2 separate regions of the Zea mays genome follow, and region 2 is linked to region 1. The links are chromatin contacts, called in public Hi-C maps. All regions are on one chromosome and are shown on one strand. The core of a region is the stretch at or near the end of the contact, and the rest is flanking DNA. Distances in the headings are between cores, read along the strand shown. Region 1 overlaps LOC100281091 (LHY protein). Region 2 holds the start of LOC100279273.

Region 1 (5,064 bases), core at 1,130-3,629:
GGACCGAGGCAAGTAAAACAGAAAGCCGAGATATGTCCATCATGGAAAATAATTCTTTTAACCCCAACACCCAAGAGGATGTAAAGGTGATCAGTGATCAGGAAATGGAAAGGCTTAATGGTATCCAGATCAGATCTAAATGTGAACATTCTCATGAGGGGTATTTGGACATCTCAACGCAACAAATGAAGCTAATGCCAAAGTCTGTGGAGACAACATATGTGGATGAACAAACTGCAAGAGCTTCACACACCCTAGCAGAGAGCGACGGGACAGCTAGCATTCCAGTGACTGTACCTGAAGGAACTCATCCTGATCAAACAAGTGATCAAGTGGGAATCAATGGAAGCATGAACCCATGCATCCATCCAATGGTTTCTGCTGACCCAAAATTTGGTAGTAGTGCCACACCACAGACTTTCCCTCATAATTATGCGGCCTTTGCTCCAATGATGCAGTGCAACTGTAACCAAGATACGTACAGGTCATTCACCAACATGTCATCCACCTTCTCCAGCATGCTTGTTTCCACGTTGTTGTCAAACCCTGCCATCCATGCAGCCGCCAGGCTCGCAGCATCATACTGGCCAGCAGCTGAAGGTAACACTCCTATTGATCCGAATCAAGAAAACCCTGCAGATGGCGTCCAAGGAAGGAACATAGGCTCTCCTCCAAGCATGGTTTCTATTGTAGCAGCTACAGTTGCTGCAGCATCTGCATGGTGGGCAACACAAGGTCTTCTCCCTTTCTTCGCTCCACCCGTGGCTTTTCCATTTGTACCAGCTCCTAGTGCTGCCTTTCCCACAGTTGATGTTCCACGACCTTCAGAGAAAGACAGAGATTGCCCAGCTGAAAATGCACAGATTGAATGCCAAGAAGCTCGAAAACAGGTACAGTTCGAAGGTTTAAGAATTGCTGCTTCTTCAGAGTCTGATGGGAGTGGAAAAGGCGAGGTGTCTCTCCATACGGAGTTAAAGCTATCTCCTGCCCAGAATGCTGATGCCACACCTACCACAGGAGCTGGCACAAATGATGCATTCAGGAATAAGAAAAAGCAGGATCGCTCTTCATGCGGTTCTAACACACCTTCAAGTAGTGATGTAGATGCGGGCAATGTTCCTGAGGAGGACAATGCTAATGAGAAGGCGAAGCAAGCCTCCTGCAGCAACTCTTCAGCTGGTGACACTAACCACCGCAGATTTAGAAGCAATGGAAGCACAAGTGATTCATGGAAGGAAGTTTCCGAAGAGGTTGTAATCTACCAACAATATGCTAATTCACTCTGTCCAAATTTTTGAGCACGCATCATTGCCTTTCTGATTCACTTCTTTGTTGACAGGGTCGTCTGGCTTTCGATGCGCTGTTCAGTAGGGAAAAGCTTCCGCAAAGCTTTTCTCCCCCACAAGCAGTAGACTCGAAGGAGGTTGCCAAGGAGGAGGAAGATGAAGTGACCACAGTGGCAGTTGACCTCAACAAGAATGCCACAAGCATTGATCATGATGACCTCGACACAATGGATGAGCCCAGGGCTTCCTTTCCCAATGAATTGTCGCACCTGAAGCTGAAATCGCGCCGTACAGGCTTCAAACCATACAAGAGATGTTCTGTGGAAGCGAAGGAAAACCGGGTGCCGGCTAGCGACATGGTTGGTACCAAGAGGATTCGTCTTGATAGCGAAGCATCCACATAATTGATTTCTTCAAAGTTATATTTACATCTAAGCTACTATAGGACTTCAGATCTTGCAATGCAGTGCTTCATTAAAACTCAATCTGTTGTGTGCTGTATTTTAATGCTTGTCAAGCAGCCCGCTAGACTGCTTTAAAACCTTATCTCGTAGAGTCTGATTTAAGCATCATGCAACTATCAAACTTTTTTTTTTGGTCAAAATGTATTTTCCTTATGTTTTATATTTTTGGAAAGGAAAATAATTGAAATATTATTTATTTTGAAGGCTCATGCAAAGGTTTATTTGATCAAGGTGTAGGATAGGCTGAGCGAGAGGGTGAACATTATGACTAATATAGGGCAGAAAATATTTGAACATTGTCATGTTTGCTGTTGCTAGAAGATTGTGTAGAGAAAGTACTCACATAAATGTTTCACTTCTATTTTAACTTGTGTTATGCTATCATGGATTGTGTTATCATTAACTTGGGTTATGCTCTCATGGACATCCATCCATTAATTGTGTTATCCTGCATGAGACAATTCATGAAGTCCACCGGAAGAAACTAAATGAGGTCATTTTGTAAATAGGTTTTGAAAAAAAAACTTATGATACAGTTAGATGTTTTTTCTACAAATCTACATATGATCTTTCACTCAAATGGACCAAATGAGTTGGAACCTTTATCATAGGCAGAAGTATAGCAGTTAATGTAAAAGATAAAATTGGACACTTTGCAAACAAAGAAAGAACTTCGTCAACGGAACTGTAACACCCCGGGATCCACAAACACCTCGGAATGCTACTGAATTACACTTCTGACATTTACAAAATTGCATAAATGAGGGGACAACAATGTATAAACATATATCATGACAAAAAACATACTAAGTATTATTAATCGGCTAGCAAAGGGAAGTTAAATATACGACATGAATTGAATTAACCAGTGCGCACAACTAGTTAAAAAAAACAAACACCATTTGACAACAAGTTTCTAATTAAATCATGGTTGCGCCTGGGCAGCGTTATTATGAGAGTGAAAGTGGACGTGCTGCTACTCCCCTCATTCCCAACATATATCAAGTACCTGCATTGAGTAATGCAAGAGTGAGATGACACATCTCAGCAAGTAAAATAATAACAAATTGTTTAACCATATAAAAACATTGTTTTACCACCACTTGATTTCACAACCTTCTTAATACGAAGATGCAGCATGAATACGACGTACAACACACCTAGTTACCACACCTCGCAGGTAGAAACCACAATAGTAACATAGTAATGTCACACTTCATATATACCTCATGAGTGCAAATGTCCACAAATGCAAGGATGACTTCTGCCTCCATACCTCTAAGGATATGAAGCCGCATCGTACCCCTCATCGGGCAACGTACGATGCTAAAAGTGTACCGGTACGGTCGTACCATAAGATCACGACATAACTTCAAAACGCAAGATGGATGATGCGATATGCATGGCATGCCTACAACACTTCATATAACGTGATTCAAAAATATACTTCAACTATATCCAAGATGGGAATCAACCACATATATCATTCCCAAATCATGATCATCCGCAATATTAGACAATTGAGAATTAATACTTTCGAACAAATAAACTTTATCATAGAATACAATGATTAACACATTTAATACTTATGCATACTCAATGACAAGGCATAGGATGCAAACCAAACGGTAGGAACCACCACTATATTTACTTGCCTTCACCGGGAATTTGGAATGGTACTCCACCACCTGTTTTTGACACACACCTTAGTGCACAAATCAACATAACAAGCACTAATAAACAACGCCACACCTACGCACAATTCCAACCCGTCGCGAGCGACAACTCTCCCCATCACCACCAAACTGTAGCGGCGCTGCTTGATAATTTCATAACTTTAAAATTATAACAACAGTGATATTAATCAAAAACTCCGGAAGCATCTACATAAAATTCTCCACAAGTTTTATATTCAAATGATAATTAAATTGCAACATATAATTAGCCCAAACCCGTCTACAAGATACACCCTGCAATCTATTTTTGGACAGCAACATAGCCGGGTTCAAACAGCGATATCTCCTAAAGTATAACTCCGAATCGAGCGCATAAGTACTCGTTGGAAAGGTATGACAAAGCTTTACATGATTCTCATACTTTTTACCACTAATTACCCACGAAAAATCCCCAGAAACTGATAATACTACAGTTGTTCGCCCTCCCACAAAAATTCTGGACAACACCTCTACCGATTCGCATAGGTAAACATGTAACCGATTGGATTGCAGCACAAATACAAAAAAATGATCACAAAAATCACCTTGGGTTCTTCCTTTCCTCCTTCCTTTCTTCCTTCTTCCTCCCTCCAAACTCCAATGGAAGACTCGCACCCACACGACGGGGTACCAAGCAGGGAGGCTGCACCTTGGAGAGGAGGAGGTGGGGGGCTAGGGTTGAGGGGTGGTGCTGCAATCACTTGGGGAAGAAGGAGAGGGAGAGAGAGAGGGGGGCGGCCAACAAAGGGGAATAGGGGAGGGGGTGGCTGCAACCAAAGGGGAATAGGGGAGGGGGCGGCTAGGGTTAGGGGGGAAAACTAGTGGCTCCCCACCGCCGGATTGAGATCCACGGCCCAAACTCGCTCTCACGTCTGCTCCTGATCCCAGCGCACAAGTCCAACAAAAATTCTACTATTTTACTGGTGAATGCTTCCTAAAAGTTCCAAACCCATGTAGCACAGGACCTGGAAGAGAAAACAAAAAAAGAATAATCTTCAATTTCTCTTCTTTTTGAAAATTGGGTATCACACTCTACCCCCCTTAAAAAGAATTCGACCTCGAATTCCGACGCTTCTATCGGAACGATAAAATAAAGATTAATGAATCAACAAAATTCACACGTAACGAAAAGTTCGGGTACTTCTGCCGCATCAGCTCCTCAAGCTCCTAGGATTCTAAGATACGCAGCAGACGACACTCTAGAGTCTGGTCTTGCTACACGGGAATCGGCTCTAGCTCGATTTGATGGTCTGGATTCCGCATAAACTTTCTCAACATAAAGACATGGAATACATGGTGTACTCTGATTATAGATTCCGATAATTGCATGTGCTAAGCCTAGCTGCCAACTCGGCTAAGATAGTAGACGGTCCTATATACCTCGGACAAAGCTTTCCTGACACCGAATCAACATTGACATATGCAAGTACTTCAATGAATGCATATATGAATGCAATGCATATAGTGCTCCTATAGCCTAAAACAAACTTAGCCAAACAAGAGCAACTTCAAGAGAGCAACTTAATGCTTGCATATTTCTGGACAGCAGCACAGCGGTTAATTGTTTTGCTCATAACTCACAAAATATGCATAAAAAAT
Region 2 (4,590 bases), core at 1,441-3,940, 260 kb after region 1:
TCAGGTTGTTTTGGTCCTAATTGAAATGGTTTTTCTGGTTTCCAACCTTTTTACTGAATTCTTCTCTACGATACAGATTTGTAGGTTGCGTTGCTCCCAGATTTTCTGTTCTAAATGCCTACCTAGCAACAACTATGGTTGTTTGCTTATGAAAATCTGTAGTCTAAACATGCTCCTCTTATATGCCTTTAGTCATTTGCGTTACTTTGCTGGAGTAGTAGCTGCATACACTTCGCTTGAATTACCTTGACACAAACACACGTACTCGCTGCTCCGCGGCTCGCTGCACTGCCCATGCAACTGCCCCGCTGACATAGACGCTGAGACCTTCTCTAGATGCCATCTATCAGATGTTATTATTGAAGTTTTAATTCAGACTTATCTTCCTATTACCTTAGCGAATTTTATATTTTGTGAAAGGTTTGTTGTTCGCAACTTGCAAGGTGTGATATTTATATTAAGAAATCTTACTGTTGTAGTGATGTCAACAATTGCCGAGACGACGACGACGCCGACGGCGCCCGCTCGCCATGGAGCGTGGGCAGCAGCAGAGGCTGCACCGCGCCGCGCACCGTCTCCTGCGACGCCGGGTTGCGGTACGTGCACCGCACCGTCAACGAGTGCGGGTGGCTGCCCAGCGGCGCCCGCACCTCCACCAGCAGTTCACGCTCCTCCTCCGCGTACATCTCGCCCAGCCGCACGCTCACCCCCGCACCACCGGAGACTCCCACGGCCTGCTGCCCGGGCCTGCACGACTACACCGCCGTGATCTCCCCCGTCGGGAACACCAGCTCCAGATGCACCTCTTGCATCACCATGCTCACCAGCCCGCCAAGGCACTTGGCGAACGCGTGCTCAACGGGAGGCTCCTCCTCGCACTCGGACACAAGAGGAGGCGGGTCGCCGGGGCCGATGGGGATCTCCACATGGGTGAAGCGCGTTGCTGGGGCCACCGCTGGCCGCCCAAACTGCTTCCTTGACGAGTTTTCCGGCGCTGCCGACTGCTGCTGCTGGGTGTCGGAGAGCAGCATGACGGTGGCCACCGGGTTGCGGTCCCGCCAGTCCTCGAGCACCTTGGTGGCCTTGCGTAGCGCGTCGCCCACGCACACACTCTGCTGCCCCAGCGTTGCCGTGGCCGTGGTCGCGGCCGCGCAGACGGCAAGGCGGTCGACGATCTGCCGCGCGGACTTCGTCAAAGAAAGATGCAAAGCACTTTATAGGTAAGATGGATTATCAAATAATATTATTTGACATTTAGGTTTTTTTTCAGAATTTTTAGATGGTAGATTGCTAAACTTGGCTATTCCTATTAACCATTGTTTCCTCTGTAACAGAGTTCTCGAAGAAGGTTCCTTCGATTAAGTCATATCGTATTATACTCGGTGATATGAGAGACAAGCTTTACAATACACATGAGCGGGCATGCCAATTGTTATCTAGTGGATATGCTGACATTCTTTAAGAATCTACTGTCACAAACATTGAGAAGGTCAACTATTGATCAAAGAACCTTTGAATTGCACCAGTTGAATAATGTTTTTTCTTAAGTTATATGCCTCACATTGAATTGTCTCATTCATTGATGCCATTCGATTATATGCCTGTTATATTCCTATTGTACAATTCATTCAAAGTGTCTTCTCATTTTTCTACACTTCTAAATCTACTTGCTAACGAATTATGCATAAGTTATTTTCCTCTCACCGCACTCACAAATCCAAACCAATTTTCTATTGGTCCATGACTGATTAAATTAATAGTAATTAATGGAAGGGACTTTGACCAGGCTTAGGTCATTTGCTTTGTTTGTCGGTGGAGATCAAGAAAGCAGAACCAAATAAATCCTCTAATCCACCAGACCACCACCACCAGTGTATGGTAGAAATGCTAGGTCAACATATGATAGTGGCTCTAAGGACCACCCTTTAGCTGACAACTATGGTGCATTGGTATAATAGCTGGATATGAACATATGAGCTACATCGCTCATCAATGAAAGATGCAAAGCACTATATAGGTAAGATGGATTAGCAAATAATATTGTTTGACATTTAGGTTTTTATATTTTATATAATACACTATTAGGTGAGTGCATGTGCGTTGTAGGCCTAGGTTTCTCTTTGATATCATTACGGACGGCTCGCGAATGTTGTCATCCATCTCATAATCGTATAACACATATGTATATATAAGTTATCGAGATATTATATGTTCCAGATGCAATGCACGAGCACTGACCTATCTTATATAATACACTAGGTGAGTATCCGTGTGTCACAGGTCCAAGTTTCTCTTCGATATCATCCCGGACAGCTCGCATATATGTCATCCTCTATCTCATAACTATATAACATATATGTGCATATATAAGTTATCGACATATTATATGTCTCCGTTGCAACGCACGGACACTGATCTAGTTAAAGATAAGGGTGTGTTGACAGAGCCGAATTTTCAGCCTCAAGTGATCATTAAAGATAAGAGAAATATTTAGGCGGTGTTGCTGAGAATACTCACTAAAGCATGTCTAAAAAAGTACTCTAACGCAAATAAATAAATGCTACTAAATCCGAATTGATATCCAAATCCGGGTAAAATTCATCCAAACCTCGACGAAAAAGCCAGGCAGAATCACGAGGTATCGTGAAATTCCCATCGCCCTCCTGCTCCTCGCCAAATCGACGAGACGCCGACGAGAGATCCGACTACCTCGCGCTCCGACACGCCAACGCGTAGATCTGGTAGAATAGGTGGCGGTGGGCTCGGACGTGCAGTGGTAGTCTCTTCTGCAGTGGCAGCGGCGGAGGAGACGGGGGAGCGAGCAGTCGCCGCGGCGTGGGTCTGTTGTGTGCTGGGACTCGGGTTCCGTGAAACCCTAGACGCCGCGGGATGGCGTCGTATAGGCCGTACGCGCCGCCGCCGCAGCATCCGCCGCCGCCGCCGCCACCACCGCAGGGCGGCTATCCGCCGCAGATGAATTCGTACGCGCCGCCGCCGCAGCAGGCGCCGTACAGCAGGATGCCGGCGCCGACATACCACGCGGGGCCTCCGCCACCACCGCCACCGGGGCCGCCGCCACCTCACCAACCGCAGTTCAATTTCGGTCCCGGGCCTCCGCAGCAGCTCCCGCCCCCGCCCCCACCGCAGATGTACTACCAGCCGCCGCCACCGCCCTACGGCGGGAACAGTAATCCGCCTCCTCCACCTTCGGCGCCACCCCCGCCTCCGTCCCCACCCCCTGCGGCATCGCCCCCGCCCCCTCCGCCTCCGGCACAGCCACCGTCTGCCCATGCCCTGCTGCCCCCAAAGGGGCCACAGCCTAAGGCAACGCTGCTGAGAGCGGAGACGGAAGAGGAGCGTCGTGCGCGGAAGAAGCGCGAGTTTGAGAAGCAGCGGGTGGACGACCGCAAGCAGCACCAGATGATGCGCCAGACACAAGCCACCATTCTGCAGAAGACACAGCAGGTTCGCACTGCTCAGCAGCAGCCGCAGAGCCGCCACCACCACCACCACCCTCCGGGTGGCTCTCGGGCAGGGGCAACTGGGTCTCGCCCAGCAACAGCGGTTAATGCTGAGAGGTTTGAGAACCGGCTAAAAAAACCAACAACGTTCCTCTGCAAGCACAAGTAAGTCCAGCCAAGTTTGGGTCCGTTAGGTTGTGTTCGTGCCAAAATTTAAATTCTCAGCTTGTAGTTGGGTAACATTTTCATTGATCATGCACGTCTTAGGGCCTTAGGGGTGTAAAACTTGGGCAACATATGCTATCCTTAGTGAGTGACAGACTGCTTACATATAATTTTTTATGTTGTCATTGAAATGTCGGGGCGTCCAATGGAAAGGATCATTGTTTTCTGAATTTGTTTTATAGTTTCTTTAAATTTTGTGCTTCTCGACATGCTTAGAAAGATTAGTACTTCCACTTAGTTCTGGGGAACTACTTGAGAATATAGTGCTTAAAAGGTGCATGAGTTCGTCTATCAACCAATTTCTTTGTTATGGACCTATAAAGGGACCCCTTTCTTGTAACAGAGCAGGCATATCAAAACTTAGGAATGGTTTGGAAGTTACCTCGCTATTATGAAATGGCAATTTTCTGTTGTCTGTATGTTTAAAATAGTGTCCGTATGTGTACCGTTTTTATGAAGCCTTAACCAACTGCTGATTTGTATCAAATATTTAAATCTTGGTGATCTATATCTGTTGTGTAATTATACACTTGAATGATCCAGTTTTGCCTTTTCTTTTTGGTGGCACAGATTTAGGAATGAACTCCCGGATCCAAGTGCTCAGCTGAAATGGCTGCCCCTGAATAAGGATAAGGACCGGTATGCATCACTACCTGTCTACTCCCCAGCCCCCCTTTTTTTATTTAAGATAAGATTGCATCTTTGGAGCAGTACAAGCCATACTTCAGTATTGCTCTTGCTCATCTACTAAGAATGGTCATTTTACTTGTAGATCATTTCAACTTACTTTACTTATGCTTTCTTGTCTTCTTTATTTGAAGATCTTTTCTATGATGGCAGGAATCCATTGTTTTGCTTTCTGCTGGCTTCCAATTTATGCCTTGCCTTTGCTGTTTTTTTGGTC

Evidence for each region. A called contact is a pair of places that touch in the nucleus more often than the background predicts.
Region 2: a Hi-C map of leaf shows a contact between it and region 1, with 5 times the contacts expected there. The contact joins the promoter of LOC100279273 here to the enhancer-like site in region 1. A contact is called at or near these places in 2 of 25 Hi-C or Micro-C datasets (leaf and tassel).

The regions. Positions count from the first base shown.
Region 1 is chr4:34,483,637-34,488,700 of Zm-B73-REFERENCE-NAM-5.0, forward strand. It overlaps LOC100281091 (LHY protein), which reads left to right. Exons shown (of 11, transcript NM_001370710.1): 10 at 1-1,250; 11 at 1,340-1,946. The coding sequence ends at 1,690. Among protein-coding and RNA genes, the nearest start is that of LOC100281091, 34 kb to the left of the region's middle. Within about 2 kb of position 2,380, at least 2 of the 20 cell types and tissues checked have an H3K27ac peak or open chromatin away from gene starts, as enhancers often do. A contact at or near this core is called in leaf, where this site is marked.
Region 2 is chr4:34,742,438-34,747,027 of Zm-B73-REFERENCE-NAM-5.0, forward strand. It overlaps LOC100279273, which reads left to right and starts at 2,691. Exons shown (of 12, transcript NM_001360958.1): 1 at 2,691-3,626; 2 at 4,257-4,325. The coding sequence starts at 2,890.